2 separate regions of the Sus scrofa genome follow, and region 1 is linked to region 2. Evidence: chromatin contacts called from public HiChIP or PLAC-seq data. All regions are on one chromosome and are shown on one strand. Each heading gives the region's core, a stretch centred on a gene start, on an enhancer-like site or on the middle of the called end of the contact. The rest is flanking DNA. Distances are from core to core; before and after follow the strand shown. Region 1 holds the start of KHK (ketohexokinase). Region 2 holds the start of EIF2B4 (a long non-coding RNA gene).

Evidence for each region. HiChIP or PLAC-seq counts read pairs in DNA pulled down with a chosen protein or histone mark.
Region 1: an H3K27ac HiChIP or PLAC-seq map of alveolar macrophages shows a contact between it and region 2. The contact joins the promoter of KHK here to the promoter of EIF2B4 in region 2. A contact is called at or near these places in 2 of 5 promoter capture datasets (fetal skeletal muscle and liver), 3 of 47 Hi-C or Micro-C datasets (heart right ventricle, liver and skeletal muscle) and 2 of 2 datasets of contacts at active chromatin or transcription factors (alveolar macrophages and skeletal muscle).

What each region holds. Positions count from the first base shown.
Region 1 is chr3:112,029,571-112,033,275 of Sscrofa11.1, forward strand. KHK (ketohexokinase) reads right to left here and starts at 2,045. Exons shown (of 8, transcript XM_003125300.4): 1 at 1,376-2,045. The coding sequence starts at 1,467. EMILIN1 (EMILIN-1) reads right to left here. Exons shown (of 8, transcript XM_003125303.4): 7 at 3,576-3,705; 8 at 2,340-3,088. The coding sequence ends at 2,760.
Region 2 is chr3:111,780,211-111,784,182 of Sscrofa11.1, forward strand. EIF2B4 (a long non-coding RNA gene) reads left to right here and starts at 1,451. Exons shown (of 13, transcript XR_002342807.1): 1 at 1,451-1,580; 2 at 1,952-1,995; 3 at 2,239-2,374; 4 at 2,569-2,773; 5 at 3,286-3,370; 6 at 3,558-3,649; 7 at 3,889-3,972. It overlaps SNX17 (sorting nexin-17), which reads right to left and starts at 1,335. Exons shown (of 16, transcript XM_021087689.1): 1 at 1,089-1,335; 2 at 551-625. The coding sequence starts at 1,151.

The DNA.
Region 1 (3,705 bases), core at 795-3,294, 250 kb after region 2:
CATCAGACGGGCAGCAGCAAAGGAACGGGGAGCTCAAGAGATGACAGAGGCTCAGAGGTAGGACGCCTGAGGTGTCACCACTGCTCTGCCACTCATTAACTCTATGGCCTCACAGAAATCTAATTTCTCCAAATCTCTGGCTTCCTCATCCGAAAAAGAGAGGAGGAGGCAACTGGTCCTTAGCCACTTCCCATGGGCTGCTGTGCGGCAAGTGTGTGACTGTGCCTGTGCTGTGTGCACCCAATGCCTGAAAAATGCGGGGGCCTCAAGGCCGCCAGCGCTGCAGTGTCTTGCCTGAGCTCAGCCTTGAACTAGGCTTTTATCCAGTTCTTAGGCTGAGACAATTGAGAGCCAGGAAGCAAGTTTTCTCTGTGTTCTAAGCACTAGACTGCACCCAGAGACAGCCACGGATTCTGCTGCACAGAAGTGGTCTTGGGATTAGAGTGTTAACGGTTTGGTTCTTATCAAGAGTAAATATAGGAACCAACACATGACTCTTCAACTTCTACCAGACAACCGAGTGGGATGGTGTCCACTATGTTGTTACTGACTGCTGTCAAAAGGATTTCTGGGAAACTTCTGGAATTCAGCACCAGGGAGAAGTCTCATGAGCCAGCTCTACCCACAACTCACAGCATCTCCAAATGTGCCTGCACAGCCAGCAAGCTCTGAGCTACAGTGAAGCTCAAACATCATGGTTTCAAATGCTCTTGAACAGTCTAACTGCATATCTTCTTGGAAGTGACCTCGATTTTCTTTTTTTTTTTTTAAAGAAACAGATGAGCTCTCTATGTGGTAAATATATTAGAAGTCAGTGCCGGTGAGAGGCGGGCATATAGGTCTTGCTATTAAAAAGGAAAAAACTGGAGTTCCGGTCGTGGCTCATCCTCATGGAAACTAGTACAGCTGAGCCACAACCGGCACATCCCTGGCCTCCCTCGGTGGGTTAAGGATCCGACGTTGCCATGAGCTGCGGTGTGGGTCTCAGACGCAGCTCGGATCCAGCATTGTTATGGCTGTGCTGTAAGGCCACCCCTAGCCTGGGAACTTCCATATGCCGCAGGTAAGGCCCTAAAAAAGACCAAAAAAAAAGGAAAACACAAAGAAACTGGCCCTGCATGCACCTTCTTAGCTGCTTGCCCTCGCATAAGTCACTGCGACTCTCGGGGTCTCTATTTGCTTACTCGGTAAAATGAGGACAATGATGTCTGACCCGGTCCCAGGGTGGAAATGGGAACCGGCGAACACAATGCACTCAAGGCCACAGGCAGAGGGCACGGGGCCCCGGCTCCGCAGCCCCGTATTCTTGGTCGCCGGGCACAAGGCGGCGGCGGCAGCGGTCCCTGAGGTTTCCGAGAGGCCCGGGCATCCCTACCTGCTGTCCGTGTCCTCCTCCGGGTACTTGTCCACCACATTGATGATGTCCAGCACCACTAGCCCCACGCACAGGATCTGCTTCTCTTCCATGAGGCCGCTCCCGGAGCTTTCTCGGCTGGCCCGGCTGACGGGCTTCCTCCCGGGCTCGGCCTCTTATCTTGGAGGATCGTGTCCCGCTCGCAGGGGCTGTCCTGGCTCCTCCTCCGCGTCCTGAGCTCCTCCTCCAGGGAGTCTCCTCCGGCGGCGAGGGGTGCAGTGGGGTGCAGGGGACGGAGCCGGGCTCCTGCCCCCCACACCCACCGACCCCAGCGGGCCTGGGAGCGCAGACCCCGAGGTCTTGGTCCCCGGCTTTCGCTCAGCAGGCTGCGCGGCCCAGGAGATGGCTCCGCTTCCCACTTCTCGCCCTCAGTTTCCTCATTTGTCCGACGGACTCCGACTACCGCAAATCTCTCTAAAGCGCGGCTGGGCACCCTCTTGAATGCCAAGACAAAGTGGCAGCAGAAAGGCATCCCTTGCCCTGCCTCCCAGCACCTAGACGGGCGGCGTGAAGCAGGGCCTCGCAGCTACGGCCCGAGCCGGGCATCCCGAGCCGCCGCGGCTTGCGCTGTCCCGGCAGCCCCGCCCCCGAGCCTCGGCCAATCCCAGCGCGAGTCTAGCCTCCGTGGTGGAGCAGCGAGGGCCCGCGAGGTGAGCGGCGGCGGTCACGTGACGGCAGGCCCGCCTAGCGGCGCCGCGGTCCCGGCTTCCAGCGCCCTCTGGCGGACGCCCGCAGCAAGGGCGCGACCAGGAGGCAGGCCCCGCTGCGGCTCCAAGGGGGCGGGAGCCCTTCTGGCCCGCGCGTCCGGAGCAAGGGCTGGCAGAGCCACCCAGGCAGAGCGCAGAGCTCAAGCGGGGTCCGGGGTCCCAGGCTCTCTCGCCCCGTCCCCTGTGTACGCCTGTCTACGCTTGAACACACGCTGGAGTAAACGGCCTTTTTTTGTTGTATTTTGTTTTTTTTAGAAAAACCAAATGTCTTTATTCCTGAATAGTTTAGTATGGCGGTGGGGTCCCGAGGCCCCTCGAGAGAGAGCCCTGGAGCCCAGGGACTCGGTCTAGAGGCCAGCTGGGGGAGCAAAGGGTGCGAGGATTGGCTCCTCCGCAGTCCGGGTCTTGCAGGGGACGGCGATCAGTCCGAAAGTCTGAACGAGGGAACCCGAGTCCCCGACCCGGCGCGCTCCGACCGTGGGAAGGAGGCTGCTCCGGGCGCCTGTGCCGCGGCGGGTACGGAAACGGCGGCTCGCCCGGAGTCAGCGCCCAGTCCCAGGCGAGACCCGGCGAGCCCGCCGCCCCCGCTGGCTCTTTGGCGGGCGGTAGCCGGCGGCCCAGCCCCCTGTCTACACCTGTTACAGCTCCTGGTCCTCGTAGAGCAGGGCTCCGCTGAAGATGGTGAGCGGCTCCTCCGAGTGCGCCAGCTGCCCCATGACCAGGTCGATGCAGACCGTATCCCCGGCCTGCAGCGGCAGGATAAGGCTGAAGACGCCTAGGGCGCCCGGGCTGGGCTGGCTCTCGGCCACCGGCTTATTCTCCAGGCCCTCAGGCTCGTAGCCACCGGAGTCTATGCGGGCCACACCCAGGTTGGAGCGCGACAGCACGGCCTCCACTTTCTCGTGCCGATGCCCAGTCAGCACCGCACTCAGCAAGTAGCGTCCAGCCAGAGGGGCGGTGAACACGCCTGGGGACAACGGTGGCAGTCAGGAGGGAGACAGGTGGCAGGGGCCAGGAAGGTGTCTGGGAGCCCATCCAGAGCTCCTAGACTAGGGAGGGGCCCACTGGGAGCTTTGCCTCCCTTCTGCGAGAATGTAAGCTCCACAACAGCGGGGAAATGGGTGCTTTGTTCATTTCTGAATCGCCAGCATTTAAAACAGTGCCTGGGCAAGAGCAGGCCGCCCATAAAGAGCTGTGGGAAGATGGGCTCTTCCCTTCCCACCCCAGTCCTCAGCCCTCTGGTGAGAATGATGAAATGAAGGAAAGATTAATGAAGATTAAATGATTGAAGATTAAAAGATTAAATGAAGGAAATGACTAATGAAGGAAAGAACAAGGGTCTCCCCAAACCAGAGAATGAAAAGATTCAGCTTGTCTGAAGAGGCAAGAGCGCGGGCATCACTGCCCCGCCTCCCTGATTCCCGCAGTGCCCAGCCGCCCACTGCCCAGCTTACCAGTCTGTGGATCATAGTAGCCCCCGTCATTGAGCAGGACTCTGTCAAAGGGCACTGTGCCTGGTTCGGACCGGGGCAAACTCAGGGCAGCTGAAAACGCCACCCGGGGCACAGAGGCTGCTGGTGCCCC
Region 2 (3,972 bases), core at 201-2,700:
GCACAACCAGTTATGAATAGAACCAGGACGCTGTACTGAGTTAAATACAGAGCTCACAATTTGGTGTGGAGAACGGAGAAACATTACATCATCGACACATACGGATAACTGGAACAGCTACACCCACTCAGGTGAGTCAAGGAACACAGAAGGAAACTGGTGAATGGTTTGTATGAGCAGGGAAGAGAGTTTCAAGTGGCAGCTCAGATGACAGAGGGAAAGTGCTTTGGCAGTGGAGCGGGGAAGGGTCGTCGGTTTCTCCATGCACGGACAAAGGCAGTGTACAGGCTGTGTAAGGAGGGGACCAAGAAGCAGGAAGGAGGATGTTAGTACAGGGAGGCGCAGTTAGAGGCGCAGATTCGTGGGGAGTCCCCTGGAAATGTCAGACGATGGTAAGATAAAGCACCAGATCCAACATGGCAGTGATTATGGTAGTGAGTAAAAGGGAACTACAGCCCCCGGGAAAGCGACGAGGGGGAAAATGGAGACACTGATGCCCAGGTGTAGGAAAGGGCTTGAAGCTGCCTCAAGGCAGGAGTGCTAGTCCCACCTGCTCGTGCAGCCCCAGGAGCTGACTGTAGCGCACTCGACAGTGCAGGACTCCATTCACGTGAATGTTATAGGCCTGAGGACACAAAAACAGGCAAGCATTTTAAGGTCGCGGTCTGGGCGACCCCCTTGAGAACCCTGGCCGGAAGTTGCCTGGCACAGCTCTGCCTGATTAAGGCGCCGAGATCTTCCGAAGGTTGCCAGTCTGTTTGCCCCGGAGCCAGGTCCCAAAGCAGAAGGACCGGTCCCGGGGAAACCCGGGCGCTCGGGCTGGAGTCTTCCTCCCCAAGAGGCCAGTGACGCCCACCAGAGTAGCCGCGGCCCAGTCGAGGGAGGTGACGCGGCGGAACAAAGGACCTACAGGAGCTGGGGAGACCTCTGGACGAATCTGAGACGTAATATAAGCTCCCAGCGAGGCCATCGGGAGTTGGCGGCCAGTGACCAGGCCCGAAAGGCGGCGGCCAGACCTCGGAGGCCGCTCGGAGGGCTCCGGCCCGTTATCCCCGCCCCTGCCCGGCCGGGCTCCGGCCGCTCCTCACCACGTAGGCGGAGCCGCCGCTGTCCCCGCTGCGGGACTCGGTTTCAGGAATGGAAAAGTGCATGTTCCCTGCGGCAGGGCCCGGCCGGGCTCCGAACTGTGAGGGCCGCAGTGGCTTTGCACGCTCGCCTCCGCTACTCAGCGCGTCCCCGAAGCTTCGCTCGCCATTTTTGGGCGGGGGGGGCGGCCGTTGAGATCCGAGGAGGGAAGGACTGGAGACGTCCGCTCTGGGGCGCAGCTTCCCGGGGAATCCTGGGAACTGTAGTCTAAAGGGCAAGAGCCTACTGCCGGGATTGGGAACCCAGGTTTGACTGGGCCCTTATCGCGACCCATAGCCCGGGCGGAGCCGCAGAGCACGTCGGGGCTTGTAGTCCTCTGGGTGGGGGAGCTGCGCTCCGCAGCTGTCGGCCTTGGGGGCGCTCTGGTCCCTGTGACTGCAGCGGGCGGAGCCTAGGACGGGTGATGGCTGCTGTGGCTGTGGCTGTTCGCGAGGGTGAGTGAAGGGGCGGCCGCACAAACAGGTACGCGAGCCGCCAGGCCCTGGGAGGCTACGGCTGGGCCCCGAGCCCCTCTCGGCCCTGTCGTTCGGTTCCGGCACCGCGCGGGAATCTGGTCCGCGGTGTCTCGGACGCACTCCGCCCTGCGCGTCGGCCTGTTCCTGCGGGAAGGGTGCGTGCTCTCTCCTCCCCCCGCCGCCTTTGATCCTGCTGCGCACTGCGTCCCCACGCGGATCCCTGGCTCACCTCCCGCCTGGTGGAGGAGCCGTGGTCATGCGGACCCAGCAGCCAGCTGCGTCGAGTACGAGCCCCTCTAAACCCTTCCGGAACCTCTCTGATTCACTTTGTGCCCTGTTTTCTGATGCAGACTCGGGATCTGGGATGAAGGCGGAGCTTGCTTCTCGGCCAGGGGTAAGTGAGGGTGCCCTCCCAAGCCGCCTGTCAAGCGCTACGCAGGAGGCAGTGTCAACTTATAAGCCTTATTGGTAATGTGACTGCGATCCTGGGGGAAAGGCTTCCATCCCTGTGGGCTGTTAGCTTGTAACAGGTAGCTGGTAAGAGTTAAGGAGCATTAGGGACCTTTTGGGAATCCTGTAGTGTTTATTCGTTTTTTGAAATGGTTGGGAAAAAGCAGTATTTATGTCTGTGTCTTAGGCAGGGGGGAGGGAGATGACCCAAGAAGAAAAGCTGCAGCTTCGGAAAGAAAAGAAACAGCAAAAGAAGAAACGGAAGGAGGAAAAGGGGACAGAACCAGAAACTGGCTCTGCTGTGTCTGCAGCCCAATGTCAAGGTGCGGGGGCTTTTTTAAAGGGCTGGGCTGTGGAGCTGGTAAAGGGATGTGGCGGGAGAGAAGAAGGGGAGACAGGACAAAGTTGGTTGGAACAAGTGAAGAGAGACAAAGTTTAGATAAACAGAAAAGAAGCTTTGGTTGGGGCATAGATAGTACCTGCCTGGAGCTTGGGCACCTCTTCCATCTACCCTTAGTAGGCCCGACCAAAGACCTGCCAGGACCGGACAGTCAGTTGGGCACTGCCAAGGAGAAAATTCCAGCAGGTCGGAGTAAAGCTGAACTTCGAGCTGAACGGCGAGCGAAGCAAGAGGCTGAGCGGGCCCTGAAGCAGGCAAGAAAAGGGGAACAAGGAGGGCCCCCTCCTCAGTCCTGCCCCAGCACAGCTGGAGAAACCCCTCAGGTATTTTCCCATCGTTTCAAGACCTCTGTTGGCTCTCCATTCCTGAGTTAGCTAGGGCTTCCCCACTGAAAAGCAGCTCTTCTCTCCCATTCTTCGCCTTGGTTCCCAGTTCTCTCCCCAACCTTGTCCTCCCCCTGTTTATTTTTATTTTTACTTTGTCTTTTTAGGGCCACACCTGCAGCATATGGAGGTTCCCAGGCTAGGGGTCGAATCGGAGCTGTAGCTGCTGGCCTACGCCACAGCCACAGCAACACCAGATCTGAGCTGTGTCTGCACCTATACCACAGCTCACGGCTGTGCCGGATCCTTAACCCACTGAGCAAGGCCGGGGATCAAACCCGTGTCCTTATGGATGCTAGTTGGTTTTGTTACCGCTGAGCCATGACCAGAACTCCCCCTGTTTCTTCTACTCTTTTCTCCTCCACCTCAAATTTTTTTGATGTCCCTTATAACCCTGAAAGCAAATTTCTCATCATGAGCTAGTGTCTTGAAAACACGTCTGTTTTCTTCTAGGAGTGAAGCGGCTACCTGAGCACACCCAGGTTGATGAACCCACACTTCTGAGAAGGCTTGTTAAACGGCCCGAGCGACAGCAGGTAGGGAGTGGGTTAGGTGTGTGGCCAGAAAGAGCCTAGGGAGGGAGGAAAGTTGCTCAGGGCAAAGGGAGACCCTGGGAAAGGCTGGGTATTTGGGTCAAAGTGGGCTCGCTGTCTCCTTCCCTCCCAGCATCATCCCATAGTTTTAAACTCCAGGCTCTTGGTCCTGTTCTTCTGTTTTGTCCAGGTTCCAACACGAAAGGATTATGGCTCCAAAGTCAGTCTCTTCTCCCACCTACCCCAGTACAGCAGACACAACTCTCTGACCCAGTTTATGAGGTAGGATCTTATGATGAAGTTGTCCGATGAGCTTTTAAGTCTGAGAAGTTTTAGACATCCTGTTTTGAAAGCGAGGGAAACTCGAGGTTGGATCTGTGGGAAGAGGCATGAACACAGGGCACAAGGCTAGAGCAGTGGGGTTGCCTGTGCTAGGGTAGGAGGTTCCTTTTCATCAGGGGCAGGTGGGCAGCAGGTGCTCAAGTTCCCTTGCAAAGTGTGTGACACCGCCATCCCATCAGCATCCCATCCTCTGTGATCCACCCAGCCATGGTGCGGCTCGGCCTGCAGTACTCCCAGGGCCTGATCAGCGGCTCCAACGCCCG